Regions from separate parts of the Mus musculus genome. Here all the other regions are linked to region 3. The links are chromatin contacts, called in public Hi-C, HiCAR-type and promoter capture Hi-C maps. All regions are on one chromosome and are shown on one strand. Each heading gives the region's core, a stretch centred on a gene start, on an enhancer-like site or on the middle of the called end of the contact. The rest is flanking DNA. Distances are from core to core; before and after follow the strand shown.

What was found. Promoter capture Hi-C pulls out the DNA fragments that hold promoters and counts their contacts. Hi-C and Micro-C count contacts between places; a contact is called where the count stands out from the background. HiCAR-type assays count read pairs that join an accessible place to other places.
Region 1: a promoter capture Hi-C map of hippocampal neurons shows a contact between it and region 3, with 2.8 times the contacts expected there. The contact joins the promoter of Cep95 here to the promoter of Nsf in region 3.
Region 2: a contact with region 3 is called in a Hi-C map of B cells, with 5 read pairs. The contact joins the promoter of Dcaf7 here to the promoter of Nsf in region 3. A contact is called at or near these places in 1 of 39 promoter capture datasets (liver), 1 of 484 Hi-C or Micro-C datasets (B cells) and 1 of 115 datasets of contacts at active chromatin or transcription factors (astrocytes).
Region 4: a HiCAR-type map of astrocytes shows a contact between it and region 3, with 4 times the contacts expected there. The contact joins the promoter of Ddx42 here to the promoter of Nsf in region 3.
Region 5: a promoter capture Hi-C map of cranial neural crest shows a contact between it and region 3. The contact joins the promoter of Tex2 here to the promoter of Nsf in region 3. A contact is called at or near these places in 1 of 39 promoter capture datasets (cranial neural crest) and 1 of 115 datasets of contacts at active chromatin or transcription factors (embryonic stem cells).

The regions. Positions count from the first base shown.
Region 1 is chr11:106,787,902-106,790,601 of GRCm38.p6, reverse strand. Cep95 (centrosomal protein 95) reads right to left here and starts at 1,350. Exons shown (of 20, transcript NM_177088.3): 1 at 1,225-1,350. The coding sequence starts at 1,243. It overlaps Ddx5 (DEAD box helicase 5), which reads left to right and starts at 2,108. Exons shown (of 13, transcript NM_007840.3): 1 at 2,108-2,329. The coding sequence starts at 2,286.
Region 2 is chr11:106,035,558-106,038,257 of GRCm38.p6, reverse strand. Dcaf7 (DDB1 and CUL4 associated factor 7) reads right to left here and starts at 1,386. Exons shown (of 7, transcript NM_027946.3): 1 at 997-1,386. The coding sequence starts at 1,134. It overlaps Kcnh6 (potassium voltage-gated channel, subfamily H (eag-related), member 6), which reads right to left. Exons shown (of 13, transcript NM_001037712.2): 13 at 2,664-2,700.
Region 3 is chr11:103,952,778-103,955,477 of GRCm38.p6, reverse strand. It overlaps Nsf (N-ethylmaleimide sensitive fusion protein), which reads left to right and starts at 1,422. Exons shown (of 21, transcript NM_008740.4): 1 at 1,422-1,508. The coding sequence starts at 1,497.
Region 4 is chr11:106,215,502-106,218,201 of GRCm38.p6, reverse strand. Ddx42 (DEAD box helicase 42) reads right to left here and starts at 1,276. Exons shown (of 18, transcript NM_028074.4): 1 at 1,046-1,276. Ccdc47 (coiled-coil domain containing 47) reads left to right here and starts at 1,835. Exons shown (of 13, transcript NM_026009.2): 1 at 1,835-2,053.
Region 5 is chr11:106,611,495-106,614,194 of GRCm38.p6, reverse strand. Tex2 (testis expressed gene 2) reads left to right here and starts at 1,265. Exons shown (of 12, transcript NM_198292.3): 1 at 1,265-1,337.

The DNA of each region.
Region 1 (2,700 bases), core at 101-2,600, 2.8 Mb before region 3:
GACTCTTATGAAATTTCAAAGACTCAACCAGGCAAGTTCTCAAAAGATGTATTTAAGATAATTTCCTGTGCTAGCTAGCTTCTTTGAAGTCAAAACAGCTGTTCCAACCCAACTCTTATTCTTGTAACCTAAAATCCTATTTGCCAGTATTTTTATACTCACATGGGTGTTTTTAGTTACAATAAATTTATAGGTAACCAGGAATGTCATAAGTCAGCTGTAAATGATAATCTAAAAGTTGCTAGAAACTAACGGAGGTGGCTCAGAATTCCCAATAGTTTTAGACATGTTTTTACCCAATTATCTTGTGTAAGTTAAGATCTCTCGGGTGCCCAAATAAGGGATTAATTTAGGCTGTTAGGAACTTGAATAATGACAACACCGACACTAATGCATTTGTTAGTTTTCCTTTTATTATATTTGATGTATACGAAGGTAAAAAATGAAGAAAAAAAAAACCCAAATCGCTAAGTTCTAAATTAGCACATTAATTGTTTTCCAAAACCAGCTCTTGCCCTTCCCTAGATAGTGCAGGACTAAGGTTAAGGATTTCAGCAATAATTCCAAAACTTGAAACCCCTGAATCTTGAAATGACTGGAACTGGCCACATTTCCAGTACTGACACACGCTCTGGAGACAATAGTCTGAATATGTCATGCCCAGTATGCCCTCTTCCCGATGCCTATGTCGCACAGCTGACCAAGCCATGACAACCATTTTGGAAAGAGAGGAAAGCGTCCTAGACAACCGAATCAATTGGCTTTTCAAAGGCAGTACTAGAAAATGCCAGTTACTCTAGAGGGCATCAAAAGAACTTATGAGTGCTATGCCTCAAAAAGGAAAAAAAAATCAATATAAAGATAAGTTCTGCCTTAGTCCAAACAAAGCAAGGGGAAAGAGAGACAGTCTGTGGATAGATACCCCACAAAAATTCGGATCCAAGAAAGGATCTTGACTGCTCTATATAGACAGGATGCGGGTGTCCCAGGCTCGACAAAGAGTTCCTATCTCATCCCAAGTCTCAGTTCCACGTCTGGAAACCGCAAGAGGTTTCGAGGCTGAGACCCTAAATTCATAGAACCCCCCCCCCCACCGCGCGCGCGACTGCAACTAGTGTCCGACAGTCCCGAGCCTCCGCAGCGGCGCAGACGCGGTTCAGATTCAGCCCAAGGTCCGCGGAATGCTGCAGTACAAAACCACCAGGGCTCCAGGCCGAGACTCACCAGCCTCTGAGCTGGCCATACTGCCAGGAGAGGTCGCGGCCGGACTCCAAGACGAGAGCGCGGGCGACGGTGTCCCAGAAGGGTCGAACTCGGTCGAGCCGACGGGAGGAGGAGGGGGCAGACACTAGCGAGCGGGGAAGGAGGGGTGGAAGAGGGAGGGACGTTAAAACGGCTTCTCGACGCTGATTGGACAGCAGAGGAGCACTTCCTCGCAGCACGCGCTGAGGCGGCAGTTTGCGGGCTCCAGATACCATTCCCCGCGGTCAAGATCCCGCTTACGGGTTCTCAGATCGGCGGGCAGGGCAGCCAGGTCACCCAGCAGCCCGGCCGATCTCCCCGGGGGCGTTGGAGCCGCGCTTCCGGTGAGTTGGTGGTTTGGTGTTCCTCCGCCGAGAGACCAAGCGAGGAAGTAGTGCGATCCGCCTTGCCCTGGGTCCGATCACGTGATGAGGCCAAGCTCCGCCTCCCTGGTCTCCTTCGGTTATGGGCGTGGGGGGAGTCTGTGGAGACGTAAACATCTTCAAGTAGAGTCGGTGGAATGGCTGGCGCTGGCCATTTTAAGGACCGTCTGGCCACGGGGAAGCAGCTTGTCTGAGGTGTAGCGAGACGAGAGACGGCGGTGTCGCCAAAAGGGCGTCGGGGCGAGGCATTCTAGTGGTGTCACCCAGTCGTGAAGCGAGTAATAAACGGGCGCCGGGGAGGGAGCGCCCGCCCGCGGAGGGGGAGGGGCGAGAACATGGCGGATTCCGGAACCCGGGCGGGCGGGCGTTGAGGGCCTCCGAGCCAGGGGGGCGGGGTGATTAGGTCATAGAGCGGCTCCCAGCGTGCTTTGCGGCGAGGAGGCGGTCCAGACTATAAAAGCGGCTGCCGGGACGCAGCCGGCACCTCATTCATTTCCATCGGTCCTTGCCCTCGCAGCTCCGGCCCTCGACACCACCGGCCCCTCCGCTGGTGACGCCCCCGCAGAGGCTTCGCCGTCGCCGAGGCCTTCTCTCCGCGACTCGTCGCCGCAGGATTCTACTTTCACTGGGTTCCGCCCGCACACCGCCACCATTGACGCCATGTCGAGTTATTCTAGTGACCGAGACCGCGGCCGGGATCGAGGGTGAGTGTGACAAGAGACCTGTCAGGCCGGGTGGGGGATGGGAGAGCGGCGCGGCCGAAGGCTCGCCTTCCCAACCGACCTTTAGATTTTTTTTTTTCCCTTCCTGAAAGGAGGCCTGGCTTTTGTCACACGTCCGGTTAAAAGCCGTTAAAGGCTACGCTTCGGGTAATGGCGTTCAACCTTTTTTTTTTTTTTTTTTTTTTTTTTTTTGGTCCGGGAGGGTGGGCCGGGACCCGGGGCGGCCCGGCGACCTCGCGGCTGTTGAGGGAAACCCGGAGGAGTGTTTTCGGTCGGGAAGCGCCGCGCCTTTGAGGCGGTTCCCGGCGTCGTTTGCGCAATCTTTCGTTGGGTTGTTTTTTGAGGGGGGCCCC
Region 2 (2,700 bases), core at 137-2,636, 2.1 Mb before region 3:
AAGCCCTCTCCTAGATCACTGTGGGTCAAAAATAATAAAATCTGGTTTGTTCAATGCCTTATAGCTAAATCCTAGACCACCTACTTCTTCCACTGCTCCCACCATCTTGTCATTTGTCTCCAGTCTGATGTTCATAAGAGTAAGGCAGAGTACTGGCTATAAATACCACTGGCCAAAGCTTTCAGTATCTCTGATTACTGTCATTCATTTTTTTTTTTTTAACTCAAATTACAACAAAAGAATGAAGGTAAGAGATTAGGGAAAGAAAATTCTTCTCAATACTTTCAAACCTATACCCTGCATATAAAAATTCTCTCCTTCTGCCAGTGTTTTGATGAAGTGATGATGTCCAGCAATGCTGCAAATGAATGTGTAAAGAACCACGAAAAGAACAGGTCAAACGTCATCTTTCTCTATTCAGAAATAATGGCGGGATAATGCCACAGACTAAGGTTTCCAAGGATAGGCTGTTTGGGGGAGGGTGAACATCAAGGAGCAAAACCAATGACCAATGACAACCTAGCATTAGGGCTCTGTATCCATGAGAAACACCTGAGATGGGGAAGATCTTGCAATAAATAGCCCTAACAGAAATCTCGCGTGGCCAGGAATGCACGACCACCAATCCAAGCGCCGCATCTTCCTCCACTGCCTCTCTCCCGCCCCCCACCTAGCAACAGAAGCACTGCGACAGGAGTGGGGGAAATGAGAGGGACGGAGGACATAGCTTTGGGGGTGTGACTCCGATCTGAAACCTGCTACTACCATCGAAAATCTTATCTGCCTCAGGCATGTCACAACACCGTGCCTCGGTTTCCCCCGGCTGTCAAAACTAAATAAGAGGCAACGAGTGTGACAACCTCAGCGACAGGACCACAGAGGACCCACCCCCTTGTTGTGGTCAAGGCGAGTTTGCAGGAGAGTTGTGGGGACCGGGGCTGCCGCCCACCTCGAGCGTTCCCCGCCGGCTACACGCTGAGCCCCGGCACAACTCACCTTGTTGTTGTACTCTTCCACGAAGCTGCCCAGCGCCAGGCGAAAGCGCTTGTCCGGCCGCACGCTCCAGTTCATGGCGTACACAGTCCAGGGCGCTTCATATTTGTAGATCTCCTTCCGTTTGCCGTGCAGGGACATGGTGGCGGCTGGGCCGCAGAGCCGGCCAGAGAGGCAGCGGGCTGGGGCACAAGACAGGCGGGGACCCGGGCTTGGGTCCGCGGGTCCGAGGGGAGGCGGGGCCGGGGCGGTCAAGAACGGCCTAGCCCTCCAGCGGGTCCTCGGCTACACACACTCACACTCGGCCGGGCCCGACCACCAGTTTCAAACCAGCTCGGGCAGCGCTACCACCTTCCGTTTGGGATGCCGGCCCGCCCTCTCGGAACGGAAGCCACGCGACCCCGCAGCGGCGACGAGCGTTGGCTGCCGGGTACGTCCTTTCCAAACTGTTCCTTCTTTTCATTGGTCGACACAGTTGTAGCGCCCGCGCCCTCCTTACTATTGGTGAAAATGTTTGTCATTCTGCTCATTAGCCCCGCCCAGCTCCTGGAGGCGGGCTCTTTTGAAGTCCCAAAGATCATTGGCTACCCAAGATGTCAGTCAAGGGGATAACGGCGCAGTGCGGGTGAATGGGGGCGTGGGTGGCATGGGGGCAAGTGTGCCCCTCTACTGATCCAAATTCTAGGCCAAGAGTAAAGCCTGCTATTTCTCCTCTGCTGCTGCTGTTCTGATCACCTCTCTCCACTGACAGTAACTGTCAAACCTACCTTCATGGAGGACCACCTGCGTTTATTACATCTCCCTATGTCCGGCGGTCCCTCAGTCTTTGCCAAACGGGAACTCTCTCCAGCTCCAATGCCCACCTTTTAACTGTTCTCTTTCAGGCATGATAGAAACGTCCAGGGACAGGCTAGATTGATTAAGGCTTTCCTGCGCTTTCCTACAGACACTAAAGAGACTCCTGAATTCTGGGATCGATTTGCAAATGACCTGGCTATTAGTCACTTACCTTCTTCCTCTGGGATGTTCAGAAGCCAAATGGTAATCCAACTTTAAATGCTTATATGCCATGAGTTTGAAATGCAGAAAAACCTGGATCTAGGTACACCAATATAAATGTAAATTCTTTCAACGATATTGAAAGGGGTTGTATTGAATTGTTAGGCAGTACTTTAAAACACGTTAATTTTACGTGTATTTGTATGTGCCCGAGTATAAGTAAGTGTACTACATGTGAACAGTTGCCCACGGAGGTCAGAAGAGGCATTCAATCCCCTGGAACTGGAGTTAGTTACAGATGGGAATCCAACCCAGGTCTGCTGCAAGAGCATCCAGTGCCCATAGGGCTATCCTACCTCTCCAGTCTGTAAAATACAATTTTTAATGGATACAAACACTTGGAAGCCTTGAGGGACAATAGTATACACTTATCAACCATCTTTTAGTAATGGCCACCTGTATGAACAAGTCTACTGGGCACTTTTATTTTTACATAGAGCCTAGGCATGGTGTTACACACCTCTAATCCAGCTCTTGGGAGGTAGAGTCAGGAGAACCAGAAAGTCACTCTTATCCTGGGCTACAGAGCCAATTAGAGGCAGCCTGGGCTAGTTGAGAATCTGTTTCAAAATAATAAAAGTTAAAAGAAAATTAACTGGATACCTAGGTGTGTATTTTATTGAAACGTTTTATTTCTGTGCATATCAG
Region 3 (2,700 bases), core at 173-2,672:
CAAGCTCCCAGTTTCTTTTAGGTCTTACTGGTTTCACTGTTAGGTATGTTATATCAATGAATTTAATAATCTTTCAGATGCAAAACTTGAGTAGAATTTCAATGCTAAGATGATATAAGAACGTAGATCCTGTACAGAATTCTTGGAAAGAGAGGTAACTCTTGAGCAAATATAATTTTTGCTTAGTTCTGAGTCCTTTCTTAGAGACACTCATTACAGTGAAGATATTGATAGTGTGAATGGTTCTGACTTACTGACTTACCAGTTACTAAAAACTGGTCCCTATCTTGACCACCCTAGCATAGGAAATACCCCTGTAGCTCCCTTTTATCCCTGTCGGTGTGTACACCCTTTTGTTTGCTGTTCCCTGGGCCTGCTGAGTGCTTCTCAGGACTGATTAGGCTGCACCCCCTACCCCTAGTATCTCCCTTTTAGAGTATTTCAAGGTCTTCAGGTTTGCTCCCAGGAAGAGGTACCCATTCCATCCCAGAGACTTTCCTCTAAGAGGGTTCCTCCAACTTTACTTTTCCTTTTAGGGAGTAATCTTATTGAATATCTCATGTATTCTCATAGATATCATGTCTTATTTTTACATGTTGCATACATTTTAAATGACATTATATATTTGTAAGGGGACCCAAGAGTACTTTAGAGAAAAGTGCTGAAGAGGACATAAGGGAACGGATATGAGGAGGCTATGTCAAACATTCCTCCTTAACCCTGAAGTCCTGCTACATGCTAAAAGTCTCACTTTCAGCCTTGGCAGGACAGGGTACACCTGTCTTGTTTCCTGTGTGAGACTTTTACTGCTGTGCTGCTTATAGAACTATCTTCTGGTATTTTGTCTTATCCAAATCATTTTAGTTTTTCTGTGGCATTGTTTTTTTTTTTTTCCTGAGGACTCAAAATAGAGTTTTGAACATGCAGAGGTGGATGGCGGAATACCAATGCACGTTAAAACAAACGAACAAACAAACACCTTAAAAAAGATAGAAGTTGTGCTTATAAATGAAAATATCGAACTATAAAGCTAGCGCATATATAATTATGATTCACTCTCAAAACAAGTGTGCCTGCAAAGAAAAGCTCGGATTCGAATAGAATCCGAATTCAGAACCAGCTTTTAGCTATTGCGCGCCCCCTCCACAGTCCCCTTTGGGGGAAAGGCCAGCAACCACGCGGGGTTTTCTCGGCGCATTCTGTTTTAAGAGGTCTGGAAGCAGAAAGCTAAAAGTCCATTAAAAGGCCACGTGGCCAGCTTTGTGAAAACCGGGTAGCAGTGAGGCGGCCAGCTTGTCTTCAGCCAAAATGGCGGTGCTCGGACTGCGCGCTCGCACGGGATGGGGAAGGGCGTCGGGGACGCGGCCGGGCGCGGGCGCGGCCTCCCGGCGGCTGCGCGCCTGCGCGAGGGCCGGCTGCCGGCGAGCACGCGCGCGGCGGAGGCGGGCTCAGCAGAGTGCGGAGCTGCAACCTGGGAGCCGGACGTGTCCGCGAAGATGGCGGGCCGGGTGAGTGGCGGCCGGGCAGCCCGGGCTCGCAGCGGATCGCCCGAGGTCGCGACTGCTGCGAGGTCCACGAGGGCTCCGGGGAAGGGGCGCGAGGCTGAGCACCCAGGAACGCTGAAGGAAGGGAGGTCAGAGCAACGCTGGAGGCGAGACAGTGTAGCTGCGGCAGGGGATTAGCTCTGCTCAGAAACTCTGTCCTCCCCGAGGGTTGTCTCTTCGTCCCCCGGGTCTCCAGTGCTTCCCTTGTCATCCCCTGGGGCTCGTTTCTCTCGTCCTTCAAGCATCTTGAGGGTAGTGGCCACTGGAGCCCCCCTCTGACGAGCGCTGTGTGCCCTCCACACTCCTCCGAGGGTTTCTGAGGTGGCACTGCCGGATAACCGCGGGGTGTAGTCTGCTGCAGTCAGGGCGAGGGTGTGGGAACCCATTTCTAGTTCTTCCTAAATGAATGTTATGAAAAGAGGAGGGGAGGTCTGCAAATTACTTTTACGGCTAACCTTAGACCATCTCCTGGGGAGAAACATATCAGCTGTGAAGCAGCAATGTCTTTCGTGCAGATGGACTTGGGGTGTCACGTTTTGTTTTTCTAAATGACAGTCGATTCGAATGCAGCAGGCTGTGTTGTAGTCTCAGGGATTTACATTTTACTTCCCCATTAAGCTCGTAGGACGGCGGGGTAGGATTGGGGTTGGCGAGGAGAGATGGGGCCAGGTCACTGCTGTTATTGCAGTAGGCATCAGAGCTAATATCGCTGATGGATGGATCCTGCCCAGAGATTGCCCTGTTCGAAACCTGGGGACATTAACTGCGTCATTACAGACTAACGTTGTGCTTGACTGATTCACTTACACCTGAATATTTGAATAAGTTTGCATACATGTATGCATATATGTAAATGTCCTGTCTAAAGAGAATTGTAGGTCATGAGATTCTAAAGTCCCAAAGAGACGGTAGAGGTCATCAGACTAGCTCCATCTTTTTCTCTTCCTTTTTTCATAATCCCCCTTTTATCTCAAGCTGACCCTTTTAACTATTTCAGGGTCTGTTTTTGCCTCCTCAGGAGCCCCTCTCCTGAATCATCAGCCCTTCTGGAATGCACTGGTCTCTTAAACCCTCCCTCTGCCCCCACAGACTTTTCCTCTAACCATTTTTTTTCCCCCAGTGGCAAAGTCTGGTGATTTTCTGTGTGTGTTGACTC
Region 4 (2,700 bases), core at 27-2,526, 2.3 Mb before region 3:
AATCACTGCAATTCTCCTTCTAGGTAAAGTAAAATAACATTTTCGCCCTGGAAGAATAAATTTTTATATCAGACTTACTGTTCACTTCCCACCTGTCAGAACAGGATTGGACTCTACAAAGTTTAAACGAATTAAGACATAACCTACCACCCACGACGGGTGGTGATGCACGCCTTTAATCCCAGCACTTGGGAGGCAGAGGCAGGTGGATCTCTGAGTTCGAGGCCAGCCTGGTCTATAGAGTGAATTCCAGGACAGCCAGGGCTACAGAGAAACCCTGTCTCGAAGGAAGAAAAAAAAGAAAAAGAAAAAGACATAATATCTACTCTACTTAATAATTGTTCAGCTTAATAGCTGTTCAGGTATGTGTAGGAGACAATACAGAAATAACACTTGCAAATAGTAACAACAACAACAACACAGTAGGAAAGCCACAAAACCACAGCCTAAAGGGGTAGGGGTGAAAAGGGAAAAAGCTAAGATGACAGAAAAGTTTATATATGCTTCCAAACTTGACTAGTATAATTTTTTCCTTACGATTCTGATACAGGTTTTCAACCCATATATATTATTCAAATCAGGTAGGCTCAAGTAGGCCGCAAAAAGTTTGTAACTATGGTGATGATGTTAATCATGATCTACTCAAGGTTTCACAAAGATCAATGACTATCACAGCCTTCTAATCTGTCAACCTCCGCTACCGAGACCCTCCCCGCCTCCATTTGTGGGTCCGCAATCCCCAACAGCTACCTACAAGGATCAATACTCCTCCACTGGCTCTCACAGCTTCGGAGCCCAGCACCCTGAAAAATCCCTTCCTGGAGCCCATCAAGCACCGCCTCCGGAAAGCCGCCAAGTGGGCCTCGTTAAGACGTGCAAGGAGCAGAGCCGTGGGAAGGCAACGTAGCTCCAGAGGGCCACCTCGGGGCTCCAGATCGCGTACCCATCCCTGCCCGGACCCCCGCAGCCACCCGGGTCCCCAGGCTCTGCCGATTCTTTGTTAAACGAGGCCGAGGTTCCTCCGCCCTCGCCAGGCCCCAGTTACCTCTCGTGTCCCCCGGGCTAGCGGCACTGCGTCTGGCGAGCCCTTCACCCAAACCCGCTGCCGCGGCTGCAGACGCAGTTGCTACTCCAGTCGGCGCGAAAGAACCCCCGCGGCCCTGCGTACGCGCGGTGCGGGACCGCGTCCAGCCGCGCTCTTCCTCCGCCCCCTTCGCCGCCGCCTCACGGCCCGTTGCTGACTGGGGGTAGGGTGGGGGGAGCGTCTGACATGCGCGCTAAGTAGAGCGCGAGCCGAAGGGTGGGGCTGGGGCTACGGCTGCCGAAAGGCGCCAATTAATGCCGCTCTTCCGATTCCGGAACGCAACATAACTACGTCACACACCCCGGACGGGAATCTGGTCCTGGGTGAGGATTGTGTCTGGGTCGTGTAGTGAGGGAGTCTGCAATGAAGAGAGCCGCGGCGATGGGGAACCGCCCGAAAAACTCAAGGTAATAAGGTGTTGATTGGAAACTTCATTTACATAAGAATGTCCACCTTCCCTTAGCTCTTGTCCCTTGCCAAAAACCAAAGCAACACAAAAAACCCACGACTCGGGCAACATTTCCCTTCATGCCTCTGTCCACATGGCCCCATAGACTATGGCCACCTTTAGCTTCCGGAGCATCCGATCAAAGTGACGTCTACCCGACGGACGGAACCCTACGGGAGAAACGCAGCCTCCGCTAGTTAGAGCACTTGTAGCCCAGGGGACGCTGGGGGTTACGTAATTTTCCCAGCAGCCCTAGCTCGCCTTGCGCGGATGTCCTGAAGGCCGCGCCCCGCCCCCACCCCGCGCGCAGGCGCAAACTAGCTGTACGCATTCTACGTAACGGACGGCTGAAGCTACGTGAAGAGTAGGGTGCCGTGACTGAGCTACCTGTTCTGGGCTGTTCAGTGACATCGCGGCCCGCAGATTATCTTTGCGACCTGAAGACAGAAACCAGACAAAGGCAGGCTGGTTGGAGGTAGTGGCCTCAGGAGCCCCGGGCCCGGTTGCAGCCTCGGGTGCAGGTAGGTAGCGGGGCCATGACATTCCAGTCGGTGTGACCGTGCCAGGCCGAGCGGTGACTAAGTTGCATGGCCGCAGAGCCAGGTACTGTTTCCCTCCTAACCAACCCTTTAAGTCCGGCCGGTGGTGACATGCATCAATACCCTCAACTTATCTTTCCAGAATTAAAAGAAAAAAAAAAAGACTAAACCTCTGTCCATCCTTTTCTGCTCCATTTTATGTTGGGCTTTAGGAAGATTTGGGGGAAGGTTTCGAGTAGATCCCAACCAACAGGACAAAATCTGAGAAAATATCTGGTGTGTAGCCAGAAGAATAAAAGAGCATCGAACTAGGCTTCTCCGTGGTGGACCTAGGACTAGACACTAGAAGTTTCACGGAAGCAACCGCTTCTAGAGTCGACCTTACCCGAAGGTTTCTAACATGCAAGTTATTTGTAACCAACACTTTACTTTGTAAGGTGACAGTAATGTCTACATCATTTCTAGAAATTTCATCATTTTGACTGATGCCACAGAGGCCTGGGAGGACAAGCAATGATTGCTACATATACTCCTTTTTACTGAGAGAGCTTGCGGAAGATAATCAAGATGGGTGTGTTAATGTTGTGCCTGGCTTGGAGTCTAGTGTTTTCTGCTTCAGAAGTCCTAGA
Region 5 (2,700 bases), core at 16-2,515, 2.7 Mb before region 3:
TCCCAGCACTTGGGAGGCAGAGGCAGGCGGATTTCTGAGTTTGAGGCCAGCCTGGTCTACAGAGTGCGTTCCAGGACAGCCAGGGCTACACAGAGAAACCCTGTCTTGAAAAACCAAAAAAAAAAAAAAAAAGCATGCCCCCCCAGAGCGCCCCCTACTGGAATCTCCTGGGGAAAGAATGTTGAAAAATAAACGGCCCAGACCCAGTCATTGCAAAGTTGAGACATGCTAGAGTCCTCTGGGATGGGCTGATGCTGAAGTTTGGGACCCACTCATTTAGAAGGCAAAGTTGATAAGCAAAGACACTCTCACAACCTGCCCCTGTGCTATGAGGGACCTGCGGGACCTGCCTACCCTCTGCCCCCTCCACCCCTCCCTTTACCCTGTAAGGAACTGATGGGTGTAAAAATAGCCTCCACCATTCCAAGCACATTTTAAGCGAGAACTCATTTTTAAAAGTCACCTTCCTTTATCTGGGCCCTAGACACGATCCCTCTAAGGTAAACTTATGTTATCCAGGTGTAGTGGTGTATGCCTATAGTCATAGCGGTAGAGGCAGAGGCAGGAGGCTAAGAGTTCAAGGCTATCTTCAGCTACATATCAATTCTGAAAACAGCCTAGTCTACAGGAGACCCTGTATTAAAAAAAAACCCAAGATCATAATATATGATATATTTACGTCACACGAATTCTAGGCGCTAATTCTACTAATCAGTTTGCGATTGGTTGTTACGGTCAGGTGTGGAGGAGGAGCTCAGACATCCAGTTTCTGGAACTAGCAGGGATTGATAAAGTCCGACGTCCTCCTAAGACCTCTGTTCCTAAGAATCTGCCTAGCCAGACAGTTTCCCTCACGGCTTGGAGGCACTTGTTGCTAAATTGCAGGAAGAGGAAATTAAGAAATGCAAAGAGCTGGGGAAAGCGCCTCAGTTTCAATTGGGAGAGTGCAACGCTCGCTCCTCCCACTGGGATTCTGCCAGGTAACCCGCAGTTTTTCGCGGCCTCCCCTTCTTTCCAGTCCGCAGCGCCGCAGCCCCTTTAACAGCCCTGACCGATCGCTGGCCGATCCTCCAGGCCCGTCGCGGGCGCGCGGCACTGGCTGGATTGGTCATGTCTGGTGCGCGGCTGGCCCCGCCCCCTCCGCCCTGTGGTTGGGCGGTGGGGGCCGCGGCCGCGGGGCGGGTCCGCCGGCGGGGCGGGACGGCCGGTGCCCGGGGGCGGGCGGGCAGCAGCACGGCGGCCCCAGCCAGAGCCGGAGCTGGAGCTGGAGCAGGAGCCGCGGCGGCCGCCAAGTACGGGCGCCGGTGTAGTAGGATGAGGCAGCCAGCGGATCCGGGGTGAGCGCGCTCCGGGCCAGGTGGGGCGACGGGCGGAGCAGGCCCTGACTGGGTGGCCCGGCTACGGGACACCGGCAGCTCCCGCAGCCGTTGGCGCAGCGGGGCTCGGTCCCTTCCACACTACCAGGGCTCGGGACGCCGGCATGGGTGGCCCCGGGAGAGACCTTCCCTGCTTGGGGGCCGGGCAGGGCGGAGTCGCCCCGGGGCGGGAGGTGCAAGCCGTCAGGTCCCAGCCTAGCGTCCGCGGCTCGGTGTGGGTCCGGGAAAGCAGCATTCACACGCTCGTTGAAGGAAAACACTTGTCACCTCTGTGCGTGGGGCCCTTGCCGTCCTCCGCCCCCTGGGCCACCGTGGGAGAAGCTTGGGAATGGAGGAGCGCGGTTACTTTTGCGCGAATCTGTCAGTGGCTGTCGGCGCCTCGCTTGTTTTTCTCCCAACTCCTGGCGGACACCGGGGACCGAGGGGTGGCTTGTGTGCTTTCAAAGGGAGGTGGCGGCGTACCAAAAACCGGGGAGATCGGAAGGTTAACAAGTGACATTGGGCTGAGGCCTAACGCTAGCTGCCCCGCTGGGAGCATGGAGATGACGGTGGTGGAGACCGGGGGACCGATGCAGGGACAGGAGCTGCCGGCTCCATTGCACCACATGCCACTCCGGAGTGCCGACTCTACGCGCGGGAGTTGGTGCAAGGGAGTTTTTCCCCCACTGAAAAACGATTTTTGGAAAACTTAGCCCCTCAGTGGGTTGATGGTTACCTAAACCATCAGTTGTTATGGTTACACGGCATCAAATTTAAGGGCAAAGTCTGTTAAACACCCTCGCTCTTTTTTTTCCCCTTAGAGCTAAGGAGTACTTACTTTGTCATTAGATTTCATAGATGAGGAGGACATATTTTTTTAGAGTTAAAGGAAAAGTGTGACAACCTGAAGACACAGGTTGTGTCCTGTTCCGGTGTGAGGTCCAAATGTCTTGACACCATTGCTCAATTGAGAGGAATTGTCTTTTCAGGAGCTAGATTAAATCCAAAGAGAAAGTGAATTGTATGTGGAAAATAACAAGGGAAACTGAGGGACAAGTGATCTCTGGCGCTTGGGGAAGGGAGTTTGAAGGGTCTGGATTTATTGGCCGGTGAGAAACGTTTCTGTTAGCTTTTCCCAACCCTTAAATGGTTTCAGTATCTTTTCAGAGTCTTCCAAACAGATAAATGTCTTCAGGCTACGAGAATGAAGCCAGAGTGTGGCTGATCTTTGCTCCTTGGGCTCCCAGGGAGGGGACATGAAGGCTTGGAGAGGGATAGAGGAGGGCTCTGGGGGACTGCACATCCTTGTACGTGTGTCTTCAGGAAAGGAGATGAGCAAGGAGAT